Linked DNA regions of Rattus norvegicus: region 1 is linked to region 2. A link is a contact called in public Hi-C data. All regions are on one chromosome and are shown on one strand. The core of a region is the stretch at or near the end of the contact, and the rest is flanking DNA. Distances in the headings are between cores, read along the strand shown.

Region 1 (7,078 bases), core at 1,483-3,982, 160 kb after region 2:
GGTTCCAGAGCCTGCCCAGCTCCGTGCATGGTTCCAGAGCCTGCCCAGCTCTGTGCATGTTTCCAGAGCCTGCCCAGCTCCGTGCATGGTTCCAGAGCCTGCCCAGCTCCGTGCATGGTTCCAGAGCCTGCCCAGCTCCGTGCATGGTTCCAGAGCCTGCCCAGCTCCGTGCATGGTTCCAGAGCCTGCCCAGCTCCGTGCATGGTTCCAGAGCCTGCCCAGCTCTGTGCATGGTTCCAGAGCCTGCCCAGCTCTGTGCATGGTTCCAGTGCCTGCCCACCTCCAGAGCACATGCTCTGACTTCATCCTGGAACACTTACTACTCACTCTGCAAATGATGCACAAGACAAAGGAGGAGGGCAGGAAAACTGCCTAAACATGGGTGCCACCAAAAATTTGGCCACAAATAAAAGGTTCTGGGGGGCCTAGGGTGGTGGAGGCACAGGCCTTTAATTCCAGCCCCTGAGAGGCTGAGGCAGGCTCAACTCTGAGTTTGAGGCAGCCTGGTCTACAGAGTGGGTTTCAGGACAATCTGAGCTACATAGAGATAAATGTCAAAAACAAACAAACAAACAAACAAAAACAAAAACAAAAACAGATTTAAGGTTTCTGAACACACAATGACCACAGATAAACCTGAGGTATTTCTGCACACCCAGCCCTGTTACATTGTACTGCTTCACTAGCCTTGTGTGAACATACATGTACACCAGCTCAGTGAATGCCACCATAACGCCTAGTGCCAGTGACTGCCTCCTCAGCCCCTTGTGTGTTTATTGTGTTTACCTTGTATGTTCTGATTACTGTGCCCTTACTGAGCTTACTAAAATTTCTGTTCCTACAGGATATAATGGATTGGTTACAGGAAACACAGACTTTCACTATTTTTCTACCATCATTTCTCTGCATATTTTTAGACTGGCTTGCATTAGATCCTAGGAATTAGAAGGTCTAACTGCTGTTTGAGTAACTGACTTGAGTTTCACTTAAAAAAAAAAATGTTATCCAGGCAATGGCAGTGCACACCTTTAATCCCAGCACTCAAGAAGCAGAGGCACACAGACATCTATGGGTTCTAAGCCAGCCTGGACTACAGAGCTAGTTCCAGGGCAGCCAGGGCTACACAGAGAAACCCTGTCTTGAAAAACCAAAATAAAATAATTAAGGACAGCTGGAGGGATGGCTCAACGTTTAAGAGCACTTGTTGCTCTTACAGAGGACAGGATTTGGTCCCGGACCATGGTGGTCCACGAATGACTGTGACTTCAGTCCTAAAGGATCCCTGTTCTGGCCCTGTATCCACATGTATCCTACATGTAGGTACTGCATCCACATGCTACACAAGCATACCTGCAAGCAAACACACACACCACACACACACACATATAATAGGTATATATTAAAAATTTTTAATTAATATTAGCATATAAATTTGCATTTTATGATATATCTGGCTTTAAACTTTTCTTAAAGATTTACTTATTTATTATATATAAGCATACTATAGTTGTCTTCAGACACACCAGAAGAGGGCATCGGATCCCATTACAGATGGTTGTGAGCCACCATGTGGTTGCTGACAGGACCTCTGCCTCTGAGCGCTGGGAATGAATGTGCCCGTCACTCCCCTCAAGGCCACATTAACCTTTCTTAAAGAGAGGGACACAATAACACAAGACTAAAGGGTTGGGGGCTAGAGAGATGGCTCAGTGGCTGAGAGCACCGACTGCTTCCAGAGGGTCAAATCCCAGCAACCATATGGTGGCTCACAACCATCAGTAATGAGATCTGATGCCCTCTTCTGGTGTGTCTAAAGACAGTGACAGTGTAATCATATACATAAAATAAATCAAAAGACTAAAGGGTGAATGAGATGACTCATTTTAAAAATGTTATGTAATTTATGGTACATAGGAATTACTGCACAGCAATTAAAATGTAGTGTAAATTTAACATTATGGCTACAGCGAACACAATCTAAAATCTTCACGGCAAGAGACTGCACTTCTGCCTACAACTATAGAAGGCAATCAGAACCGTGTAGGTAGGAAAATCAAACAGCTGTCCCAACACATCCGACTTGTTTGGTAGTCGCACTTGGATTCCAGGTTACCCACAAACCCGGCACGGAAATAAGTCCGTTTTTTCAGTCCTTCTGTTTTCTAGAAAGACTGCCTCATCTCCCAACTTCTAAGCAACTGTTTTAAATTCCGCCGGTAGGCTGCTTTCAAAAACACAACTGCTTGACTCAAAAAGTAAGATACATGGCCCAGCTTCCCTCTCGAACGCGTTTAAGTTGCTGTACCTAAGGGGCAGCGCTCAGAGCCGACAGCCAATGTTTGAGAATTTTAGGTTTCAATCCAACGAACAAATGAACGAACGAACAAATGAGTGAATGAATGAAACGACACTCAACTCCTCAAACTCCAGCATAACCGGTTGCCTTGTCCCGGGATACCCCGGCCGGCCTCAGGCGGCGCCGACCCACAGGCCCCGGGAACCCTCAGCCCTTTCCCGGCCCCACTCACTCTTCATCCTGAACGCGGATGACGCCGTCAGCCCCTGGTCGCCCCGGGCCGAAAAGAAAAGAGGAGACTGTGGTAAAGGCCTTCTCCTTTCCAGAGGTGGCTTCCGGCTCGAGGACCTTCGCAGTGGTCCCTGGCTGGGGAGCGTTAGGATCCAGCCGCCATATTGTATTCCTGTCGCCCTGGCAACCGCCAGACCCTTAGGAGGGAGGGGTTTTCCTGAGACAGGCGTGTACGCATGCTCCAAGTGGGGTTGGGAGGCTGAAGAGAAGCTCCGCTGTTCACGCATGCGCAGTGCGGTCTGCCGCCTCGGTTTGGTCGCTAAGTAACCTCTCGCTACTTTAAATTTAAGTATAATTTCTTACCTTAGTGAGTAGGCGACCTTGGCGGAACTGGATCTTCCCAGCTCTCCTGAGAATGTAACGATGTTGAGCCTGATTCGAGAACAATTTCTTTGAGCTTCAACTGACTGTAACGCTAGTTGGAGCCTGTTCTTGCCAACAGTAGAGCATCAACGCAGCCTGATATATAGCGACTGCTGTGTAATTTGTAAGTTTTACTGTTTAATTAAACAAACATTTAGTTTGCTACAAGCAGTGTTGCAGGCGTTGGAGATATATGAAAAGCAGCCTAGACAAGATCCCTAAATTCTCGTTACTGTAAAGTGAGGTTGAAAAATTCTCACCCGAACGGGTTGCAGTGAAGACTAAATAAGATGTCCCTGGTGTCCACCCAATTCCTGGGGGCATTTACCTGAGGCCTGATAGGGTCTGTCACACCTCAAGTGCTTAATAAATGTTTGTCCAAATACCAAGGGATATTAGCACCTGTCACCTCTGTATCATTCCTATCTGTCTAGGGGTAAGCCTGATTTTAAGTATTAAGGATTCAGGGTACTGGGGAGATGGCTCAGTGGTTAGGAGCACTGACTGCTCTTCCAGAGGACCTGAGTTTAAATCCCAGCAACCATATAGTGGCTCACAACCATCTATAATTAGATCTGATGCCCCCTTCTGCTGTATCTGAAGACAACTACAGTGTTCTTGTATATATATAATCTTTTTTAAAAAAATATTGAGGGGGCTGGAGAGATGGCTCAGTGGTTAAGAGCACTGACTGCTCTTCCCGAGGTCTTGAGTTCAATTCCCAGCACCCACATGGTGGCTCACAACCATCCATAATGAGATCTGATGTCCTCTTCTCATGTGTCTGAAGACAGTGACAGTGTACTCACATACATATAATAAATAAATCTTTTTAAAAAAAGAATTTGTATAAAAAAAAAGTATTGAGGATTCAGGACAAATGTTACCCTTTGACCCAATTAAAACAGGCAGTGGGAGCGGTATTTTTGCTGTCTTGGGCAGTAGAAGCCATATGTCCTGTTGTTGGAGTCCCAGGGTAGCAAAGGGCTTTGCCAAGGTCTCCTACTGGTGGGCCCCTGAACTCAGACACCAGCCCATGGCTTCCAGCTCCTCCTATGCTTCCCCTACACCCAGAAGAAATTGGGCAAAAAGGGTTTCAACATGTACATATTTTATGGAGGGGTGTGTTTCAAATTGACCTGGAACAGCTGATGTGTTTTAGCAAATCAGAAGCAACATCTGAAAAGGCCTTCTGTTGTCTATTTGTCTTTTTTAATCGTCTAACAGTTTTGATATGCATGTGTTGCTCACTGAAACATTTAAAATTCTGATTTCCCTACTTGTTCACCATTTCCCCATCTCACCCAAAGCCCAGAACCCACAAGCAGGACTTCAGTTTCTATATGGGAAATGTTCTGCCCTCCTCATGTCTGTGTTTTCCAGGGCCTTAACTCAAAATTTAAAAATGTGAAAAGGTAAAAGGACAAAGGCATGGACGAGGCTAGAACTCAGCGATTGGACTCTGCGTTGTGTGCGTAAAGCCCTGAGTCTGATCACTACAGAGCCACTACAGAGGGGAGAACGCGCTTAGAGGCGTGGAGCCTCAAAGAGAGTGGAAGGCCAAAAGGATCAACTCAGGCTGTCTGGCCACCCTGAGGACTAGAATTCCAGAAAGAGCAAAAGATACAGAGGAAAGGGAGTTAGCAGGCATTTGTGCTGTTAGTCCCAACACTGGGGGTTGGGGTCGGGGTCGGGGGTGGAGGCAGGCAGGTCTCTGGGAGTTCAAGGCTAGCCTGGTCTACATAGTTCCAGCTACATAGACTTTGGAAAATGCTTTTTTTATCCTTGGCCACTTCAGTTTTCCTGTACTGTGACTCTTTCCACCAGACCTTCTGATACAGAAGCAGGAGACAATGCCACTGTCTCTACTGTAAACTGTCTTTCTTAAATCCTCTAGCTCCCAGTGTGATAACCTTGAGATAGACCAACAGAAGCACAGGGTTGGGCAGTCATCGAATCGTGGTACTCAATTGACCGTCGGAGCTGTCAGCAGATTATTGCTTTTTTTTTTTTTTTTTTTGGTTCTTTTTTTCGGAGCTGGGGACCGAACCCAGGGCCTTGCGCTTCCTAGGCAAGCGCTCTACCACTGAGCTAAATCCCCAAGCCCCGATTATTGCTTTTTCAATAAGCCAAATACTTTATCTCTTCATATGACCTCCACAGCCAAGAGTTTTAAACACTTGTTTTGGGCTGGAGAGATGGCTCAGTGGTTAAGAGCACCGACTGCTCTTCCCAAGGTCCTGAGTTCAAATCCCAGCAACCACATGATGGCTCACAACCATCTGAAATGAGTCTGATGCCCTCTTCTGGTGTGTCTGAAGATAGCGACAGTGTAACCATAATATATAATAAATAAATAAAATATTTAAAAAAAAACAAAAAAAACACTTGTTTTATCTTTAGCTTGTGTGTGCCTTTGTCTCCAGACATTGCGTAGAGGAGCCTAAGGAGGCCAGAGGAACCAGAGCCCCTGGATCCGGAGCTGCAGGTGATTGCTGGGAATTGACCTGTCCTTTGCAAGAGCAGTGGCTTATCTTAATCTCTGACCTTCCCTTCCCCCACCCCCCGCACCCTAGCTTCACTAGAATGTTCCCAGAACGCGCAGCATGTTTTCAAACCCAGAGTCTCAGGTAAGCTCAAGGAGCGCTTTAGGATTCCCAATATCTGATGGACGCCTGCTCAGTGCCTGCTAGTCATACGCACTTAGGCTCTAAACAGCAAAAGCCTCACAGCAACAAGCCAACAAGCCAGTCACCACAAAGCGTAGGCAGAGATGGTGACAAGTTTCTAAAGTGTTAAGGGGAAAAGTTGGTCATATCTCAAAGTTTTGGTTCTGGTATCGCATTGAATTTACTGGCCGTAAAAGACAGCAGTGTGCCCTTCTAATTGCTTCTAGTTCTCTTCTAGAAGTCTCCAGTTGTTGGTCTGGTGGGGGCAGAAGCAAAATGGGATCACACACGCAAGGAGGACTCGACACCTTCCAAGAGTCCCCAATTGGATGTTGGATGTCCAGAATCCAAATGAAAGGTAAGTGGGGGAGACAACACCCTGGGGCTGGGAGGAGAGAGATTCGGCACAGACGAGGAGGAACGGGATCTGAAACAGCATGGGAAAGGCTAGGGCCATGAGTTGGGCAGCACGCATGGAGAACAGCCAACCCAAGTTGTAGCAAGAAGCCCTAGAAGGCATCTCCAGCTAAGAGCAGCTAAGAGCAGCAAAGAACAGCACGACTGCTCTCCGGTCTTCTGCATTTGACTATTTAAGAAAGGGATTCGAGGGCTGGTTAGATGGCTCAGTGGTTAAGAGCACTGACTGCTCTCCCAGAGGTCCTGAGTTCAAATCCCAGCAACCACATGGTGGCTCGCAACTATCTGTAATCCCTCTTCTGGTGTTTCTGAAAACAGCTACAGTGTACTTATATATATAAAATAAATAAATAAATCTTGGGGTTGGGGATTTAGCTCAGTGGTAGAGCGCTTGCTTAGCAAGCGCAAGGCCCTGGGTTCGGTCCCCAGCTCTGAAAAAAAGAAAAAAAAATAAATAAATCTTTAAAAAGGGGGGGGGGAAGAAAGGGATTCGGGGTTTCTGAAAACATGGCGAATGTTCCTGAGACCTGCCGGACATTCTGCAAGAAATGTGGGAAGCCCCAACCCCACAAGGACGCAGTACAAGAAGGGCAAGGATTCTTTGTCTGCCCAAGGAAAGCAGTGTTATGACAGGAAACAGAGTGGCTATGGCAGGCAGACGAAGCCCATTTTCCGCAAAACATCTAAAAAGTCTAAGAAGATTGTGCTGAGACTGGAGTGCGTTGAGCCTAACTGCAGATCTAAGAGGACGATGGCTATTGAGAGGTGCAAGCATTTTGAACTGGGAGGTGGCAAGAAGAGAAAGGGCCAGGTGATCCAGTTCTAAGCCATTTTTGCTATGATGACAGCAAAATCTTGACCTTTCACCCCTTTAAAAAAAAAGAAAAAGAAAAAGAAAGGAATTCTGGCTGGAGAGATGGCTGAGTGGTAAAGAGCACTGACTGCTCTTCCAGAGATCCTGAGTTCAAATTCCAGAAACCACATGGTAGCTTACAACCATCTGCAATGAGATCTGATGCCCTCTTCTGGTGTGTCTGAAGAC
Region 2 (6,820 bases), core at 974-3,473:
TTTCCTAGTGGAATTCTAGTAAGAATGCTTACATCTAGGGCAAGCATCAGAATGAGAGAGTTGTTTTTTCATTGAATCTAGAATGCACAGTTGTTTTCTAGAAGTGTGTTGACCTTGAAGAAATCATTGTAGAAAACAGCGGTTGTGTTGTTATCTATAGAGTTGTTTCCTGTAGGGCCTCTGGTCACAAGCCGGTCTGGCTGTACCGGGATCGTCTTACTTTTGGGTCCTGCAAACTGCACAGTGAGGGTAAAGTGGCGGGCGAGATGCTTTCGGTCAGGAAACCTAGAGATCAGGTGTGAGCTTTAGTACGAGGAGCTTGTTTTACACCCCCTCCCCCCAAAAAGTTTATATAACAATCAATAAATGTGCTTCTGGGGCTGGAGAGATGGCTCAGCAGTTAAGAGCACTGACTGCTCTTCCAGAGGTCCTGAGTTCAATTCCCAGCAACCACATGGTGGCTCACAACCATCTGTAATGGGATCCGATGCCCTCTTCTGGTGTGCATGAAAACAGCTACAGTGTACTCATATAAATAAAAATAAATACATCTTTAAAAACAAAATGTCAGGGGTTGGGGATTTAGCTCAGTGGTAGAGCGCTTGCCTCCCAAGCGCAAGGCCCTGGGTTCGGTCCCCAGCTCCGAAAAAAAGAAAAAGAAGAAGAAGAAAAAAAAAAAAGTCAAAACCAGGGGTGTAACAGTGGTAGCATGGTCACCTAGCACCCGCATGACTCGGGGTTGAGTCTGCAACACAGGGTTCAGAGCAACGGGGAAAGGTAAGGGGGGGTGGCAAACTATCAGTCCAAGTCCGAGACAAGTTGACCAACCTCTAAAGAGACAAACACCCCTGAAAGTCTCCTCCCCATAGGGCATGGAAGTCGGCCTCTCCTGAGGAACCTGGGTTTTAGCAGAGCCTCTCAGACAGGCCTGTCCACAGTGAGGCTGCAACTGGGGTTTTAGTTCTGATTCCAAGTCAGTTTTGTCTCGAGGAAACTTCAAGTAAAAATAGTATTTTTAGACGCCCCACCCCCAGCCCGCCATGGCTTTGCATGTAGATGCTAATCCGTCGCATTAATTCCAAGATGCCCCAGAATTCTCCTATGCGTTCAGGGGGGAGGAGAGGGGTGTCCATGCTCTCTGAAAGCCACTCAACCCTACTCATCGCCGGGCCCTTCCCAAACCCCACTCTTCATGCCCAGAGCAACGAAGGGACCCCTCCGTCATCAACCCACCTCACAGCAAGGTTCCCTGAAGTAGTCAAGGCCTGGAAAAGGCAGGAGGACAGGGACACCTACCCTGAGGGGTCACATCTTCATTTTCAAAGGATAGTGCCCCCATGTTTAATCTGGGTGGAGCCTCCTCTTATCCAGTGTTAGCTGTCTGTCTAAGCTCCGCCCCCAGTTACCTGGCAACAGTCGGTATGCTCCGCCCCCACAGTTACCTGGCAATAGCCAGGTATGCCTGACGGTATAACAGGGGCTGCTTGCCCTCTCCTCACTCTCTTGCTCCCTCTTGCTCTTCTCTTCCCCTTTGCCCCCTCTCTCCCCAGTCCCCTCCACCCTTCTCTCCACGTGCTCATGGCCGGCCTCTATTCCTCTCCTTCTCTACTCTTATTTCTCTACTTCTCTCTCTGCCCCTACCACCCTCTTAACTCCCCTCCCCATCCCCTGAATAAACGAATCTATACTGTACCGTCGTGTGGCTGGTTCCTCAGGGGGAAGGGTTGTCTCAGCATGGGCCCACTAAGGCACCCCCTTTTCTCGGACCTCCAAAGAACATATCCTACCTCTCTATCTTTTTATAAAGACAACATTGGTGCTGAAACCCGGGACATAGCCTCTCCTATACACATCATCCGGGACCTTCCTTCCACACACACCCATCCTACCCTGTCCTTTACAAGTGCCTGCGGGGAGAGTGGCTTCAGTGAAGGACCACATACCTGTCAGAACACCTGCAGCCACATCTGTTCAGAGATCCAAACTGGACCACACTTAACTCCAAGAAGTCGGCCGGAATTTAGGTGGTTAGTTCCTAACAGTTGCTAGGCAGGGGCCACTGAGTTAGGGCTCTTTGAACCTGGCGGGCAGCCAGAGCGGTCTTGGGGCTGACAGTTATTTAAAGCAGCTTGTTAGCTTCAAGCATCTGGTGTGGAGGGCAAGGACTGTCTAGACTTACATCCTGGATGGGATGTTCATTTTGGTTCCCAGGGAATCACCCCAGGGAGTCAAGAAGGGAGGAGGCAGATATCCTGTGCTTTAGGCCTGCATGACGTCACAGGTATCTCCATGGCAACACAGTGTGCATGTTTCTGGGGCAGTGTCTGGGGAGAGCTACACATGTCCACTCAGGACCCTAGGCCGTAAATCATAGCTCCCAGCTCCCCTCCCTCAGTTCTTGTTGCCCCTAGTTCTGCACCTGCCTGCTCCACAGGGCATGCATAGTCCTACCTACCCTGTGCACATAGGCCTGATCCTTAGGCCACAGACCTCCTCAAAGCTTCCCTTCCTTGGGCACACTCTACTGGGGTGCACTTAAGACCAAAGAGGCCACCAAGACTTTGGGGACTGTCCTGTGCTCTAGAGCAGCTTCCCAATTCTCATTCTGGCCACAGAACTGGGCCTCCCCTCTGGTGGCATACTATGGTTTTGTCACACCCTGCCACCCGACCTCCACCTCCCCTCACAGTCACTCTTCCTTCTGTGGGACACTGGGGTTAAAGGAGCCAAGCCCCTCTGCTGTCTGTGCAGAAGTTGTTTGCATGTTATTTTCTTTTTATTTTATGTATATGAATACACTGTCATTATCTTCAGACACACCAGAAGAGGGCATCAGATCCCATTACAGATGGTTGTGAGCCACCATGTGGTTGCTGGGATTTGAACTCAGGACCTCTGGGCAGTCAGTGCTCTTAACCACTGAGCCTTCTCTCCAGCCCCTGGGAACCACTTTCAAAGGCACAGGCACAACCAAGGGATGTCCTTTCTCATCCATAGCTTAAGTGCCCCAGGAGTTCAAAGTTCCCAGGGCAACTGAGGGATGGCATGGCAATAAACCAGAAAATAACATGGGGACAGTATTTCCTAGGCCTCTTCCCTACTCCCCAACTCTTCTGTTCTCTTTGGCCCCTCTTCCATATTTCTTGACCTTGGCAGCTGACACAGACGTCCTACCTAGGGCTGAGACCTCAACAGTCACCTATCCTTGGCGCTTTGACAGTTGCCAGCCTGTATTTGCTGGCCACAGCACCAAGAGTCTGGCTAAGGCTGAAAGCGGCACTAACCTGTGATAGAAGCATAAAGTCAGACAAGTCCATTTAGCAGAACGGTAGTAGGCTCTCCCTGGGGCCTAGGACCTCCTGAGCCACAGGATTTTGACAGGTTCACAGTACCAGGGATGACTTTTCTCCTGTGGAGAACACCTCAGATCCAACCAGAGGGTGATTGGTTGCCCCTGGAACCTTCACGAAACTGTTGCACCAGAGGGCACTTGATGCCGGAAGTTGGTATTGGAGCACACAAGGATCCAGCCACCATGCTGGCTTACTGTGCTGGCTAAGCCACCAATGGCTTTTCTTCCACCTCCTCCCCCATAGCCTACACAAGTCCTTTTTAGCACAAGTTTCCAGCTTGGTGTCAGCTTGATCTCTGTCCTGCAAGCTCAATGCTGCCTTCTGCAATAGTCTTACTAGCTAGCACTGGGGAACCAGAGCAATGGCAGTACTGTGTGTATTTGAAAGCTTTCAGGGTCTCCCTGACCAATTCTTTGGTATTTTTAATATCCATTTGGATTTTATGTGTATGGGTGATCTCACCACTTGTATATGCCTGGTGCCTGTGGAGGCCAGAAGAGGAAATCAGATGCCCTAGGACTGGAGTTACAGTTGTGAAGCACCAAGTGGGTGCTGGGAATTGAACCCAGGCCCTCTGAAAGAGCAGCCAATGCTCTTAACCACTGAGCCATCACTTTACTGCCCAATAATTTATTTTTCTAAAACAGGGTCTCCAGTCTCATGTGGCCCAGGTCAGCCTTGAATTCACCGTGTAGCCCAAGACAATCCTCCTGTCTCCACTTACTCCTGAGTGCTGGGATTACAGGCATGTATGATCAGCCATCTTACAAGGTGCTGTTTACTGCTCTGGTTGACTGTGGGGACCTGGGAGAGTGGAGCCTAAAAATGAGGCAGACTAAATCTCATGCAATAGCCAGCTTCATTCAGAGCGTCAGGCGGGTTTATACTCTGAGTGTCGAGTGGTCGCCTGAGTGTCGCTCTCACAAGTTCAAGTTGTATAGAATCACAAGGATAAGCCCCACGTGGCCAAAAGGTTTTCCAGGGAGGCTACCAACAAATAGCATGGTCAGCTGGAGCGAATCCTCTGAAGTAAACTCACTCCTCTGCTCCCCCTAGGGCAGCTAGTGCATCCCACAGCCCATGCTGTGGTTTTGAAGAAAACTGAGATGGCAAGACTCTTGTTTTCTCGCACGCTCTCAGAATTGCCATCCCGTGACTCCCTTCTTGGACAGTGTTCTGACAGAGCTGTGGACACACGACAGGGCTTAGTGCACACCGGGTTAGCGCTCTGCCGAGTTACAATGCCTACGCTTTGGGGCAGGTGCTTTACTCTATTCCGTTTGGCTTTGAGGCGGGGTCTCACTCTGTATCCTAGGCTGGCTTCAATACTCAAGATACCCTTGCCTCAGTCTCCCGAGGGTTTCTGTAGAACAGTGAAAACCAACTATCCGTGCGTCCCTTAGTCTTCTCCCGTGTTGCTCAGCATGTTTAATTGCTATCAACTAGAATTACCGGGCTTGTCTAGTTCCAGGACAGTTAGGCTTTCTTTTTTTTTCCTCTCCCCACCCCCGGAGCTGCGGACCGAACCCCACTGAGCTAAATCCCCAACCCCAGTTAGGCTTTCTTGAATTTTCCATGCCACCCATACAGGACATTTATATACATTTCTTCTAAGGGTAAGCAGGCAAAATGTCTCCAGTTCAAGCCAGTTCTAACTCAGGGGAAGCGTAACTTCTCAGCTATGCCAAACTTCTGTCCAAGGTGAAGGGTCACAGAGTATACTGTCTTGTAAGACCTAGATGGTTTTATTTTTTTTATTTTTATTTTTTTTTAAGATTTATTTATTATGTATACAGCGTTGCACATGCATGTACACGTGCAGGCCAGAAGAGGGCACCAGATCTCATTATAGATGGTTGTGAGCCACCATGTGGTTGCTGGGAACTGAACTCATGACCTCTGGAAGAGCAGTCAGTGCTCTTAACCACTGAGCCATCTCTCCAGCCCGATGGTTTTATTTTGTTTGGTGATTTCTTTAGTATTTGAGACAGGCTCTCACATGTAGTCCTGCCTGTAACTCAGAGGATAGGCCCGGAACTCATTATGTTGATCAGGCTGGTCTTGAACTCCCAGAGATCTGCCTGACTGAATGCTGGGATTAATGTCACATCCCCACTGAGCCCAGCCATCAGACTTCACTTGAAAATCCACTTCCTGGGGCTGGTGAGATGGATGGCTCAACAGGTAAAGGCCCTTGCTGCCGAGTCTGACCACCTGGACCTGTCTGATCTCTGGAGAACAGACCCCTGAAAGCTGTCTTTGCACACACACACACACACACACACACACACACACACACACACACACACACAAAATTAAGAATTAAAGTCTTTTAAAAATGAATAAAATGGGAGCTGGAGGGCTGGCTCAGCAGTTAAGAGCACCGACTGCTCTTCTAGAGGTCCTGAATTCAATTCCCAGCAACCACATGATGGCTCACAACCTTCTGTAATGGGATCTGATGCCCTCTTCTGGTGTATCTGAAGACAGCTACAGTGTACTCATATAAAAATATATCTTTTTAAAAAATGAATAAAATGTACCCCTTGTGCTCTCTCCTGGTCCACAAGGGGCTTGGGAGACTGACTGGTTCTGTCTACTGACCCTCATGAAGGGGAAGGAGATGGAGACAACAGAAGTCATAGGAATTTGTAGCTGTTGTATAAAATTCCTCTAAGATTGGAACATCCCATCCTGCAGGGAAGCTCTTTATACAGGAGGTAAACAACTCGAAATAGTGGTTCCTGAAACTGACCAGATTCACTAGGCCCCGCCCACCAGTAAGTCCAGACAGCCAGGCTTCCTGGATGACCAGCTGAGGCCCTGGACAGGACACTCTCTCCAACACATTGAGTTGCCTGTAAGCTGTGCACTGTGCTCCAGGTTCCCAGGTTTGTGAGCTGTCTGTTACCCATGCTGGGGTGGGCTGTGGTGATACAGCTGTCTTTGTGTCATTTCTGCTCCTGTTAAGTAACCTCCCACCCATACCCCTAGAAGTAACCCCAATAAAACTCACGGCTCACCAAGTTGGACCTTGGTGGCATCTGAACTTTGGTGTGTTATGGGCTCCCTATCTGGGGTGAGCAGATGTGTGGTCTCTCCCCAGGAAAGCTTTTGTCGCAGCAGTTGGTTTGGGTTTACAAGCAGAGGAAAAACGGAGCGGTATTCAGGTAGTCAATGAGATCAGGGTTCATTTCAACCATTCAACCATTCAAAAGTTGGCTAACACCAACTTTTGTTAGTATTTTAGTATTTTGGTTTTTTGTTGTTTTTTGAGACAGGGTTTCTCTATGTAGCCCTGTCTGTCTTAGAGCTCACTCTACATACCAGGCTGGCCTTAAACTCCTACCGACTCCTACCTCCAGAGTGTGCCGCCATGCCGGACTGGGGATTTTTATTTTTGGTTGTGAGCCTAGCCTTTAACAGCTGAGCCATCTCTCCAGCCCAGGGATTTTTATTTTTAATCT

The links. A called contact is a pair of places that touch in the nucleus more often than the background predicts.
Region 1: a Hi-C map of the A7r5 cell line shows a contact between it and region 2, with 5 times the contacts expected there. The contact joins the promoter of Mok here to the promoter of 1700001K19Rikl in region 2. A contact is called at or near these places in 4 of 12 Hi-C or Micro-C datasets (the A7r5 cell line, Schwann cells, liver and 1 more) and 1 of 1 datasets of contacts at active chromatin or transcription factors (oligodendrocytes).

The regions. Positions count from the first base shown.
Region 1 is chr6:135,673,162-135,680,239 of GRCr8, forward strand. Mok (MOK protein kinase) reads right to left here and starts at 2,733. Exons shown (of 12, transcript NM_001395110.1): 1 at 2,529-2,733. The coding sequence starts at 2,535. It overlaps LOC108351302 (a long non-coding RNA gene), which reads left to right and starts at 2,713. Exons shown (of 3, transcript XR_001838583.3): 1 at 2,713-3,074; 2 at 5,858-5,977.
Region 2 is chr6:135,512,590-135,519,409 of GRCr8, forward strand. It overlaps 1700001K19Rikl (RIKEN cDNA 1700001K19 gene like), which reads right to left and starts at 2,224. Exons shown (of 6, transcript NM_001134526.1): 1 at 2,180-2,224.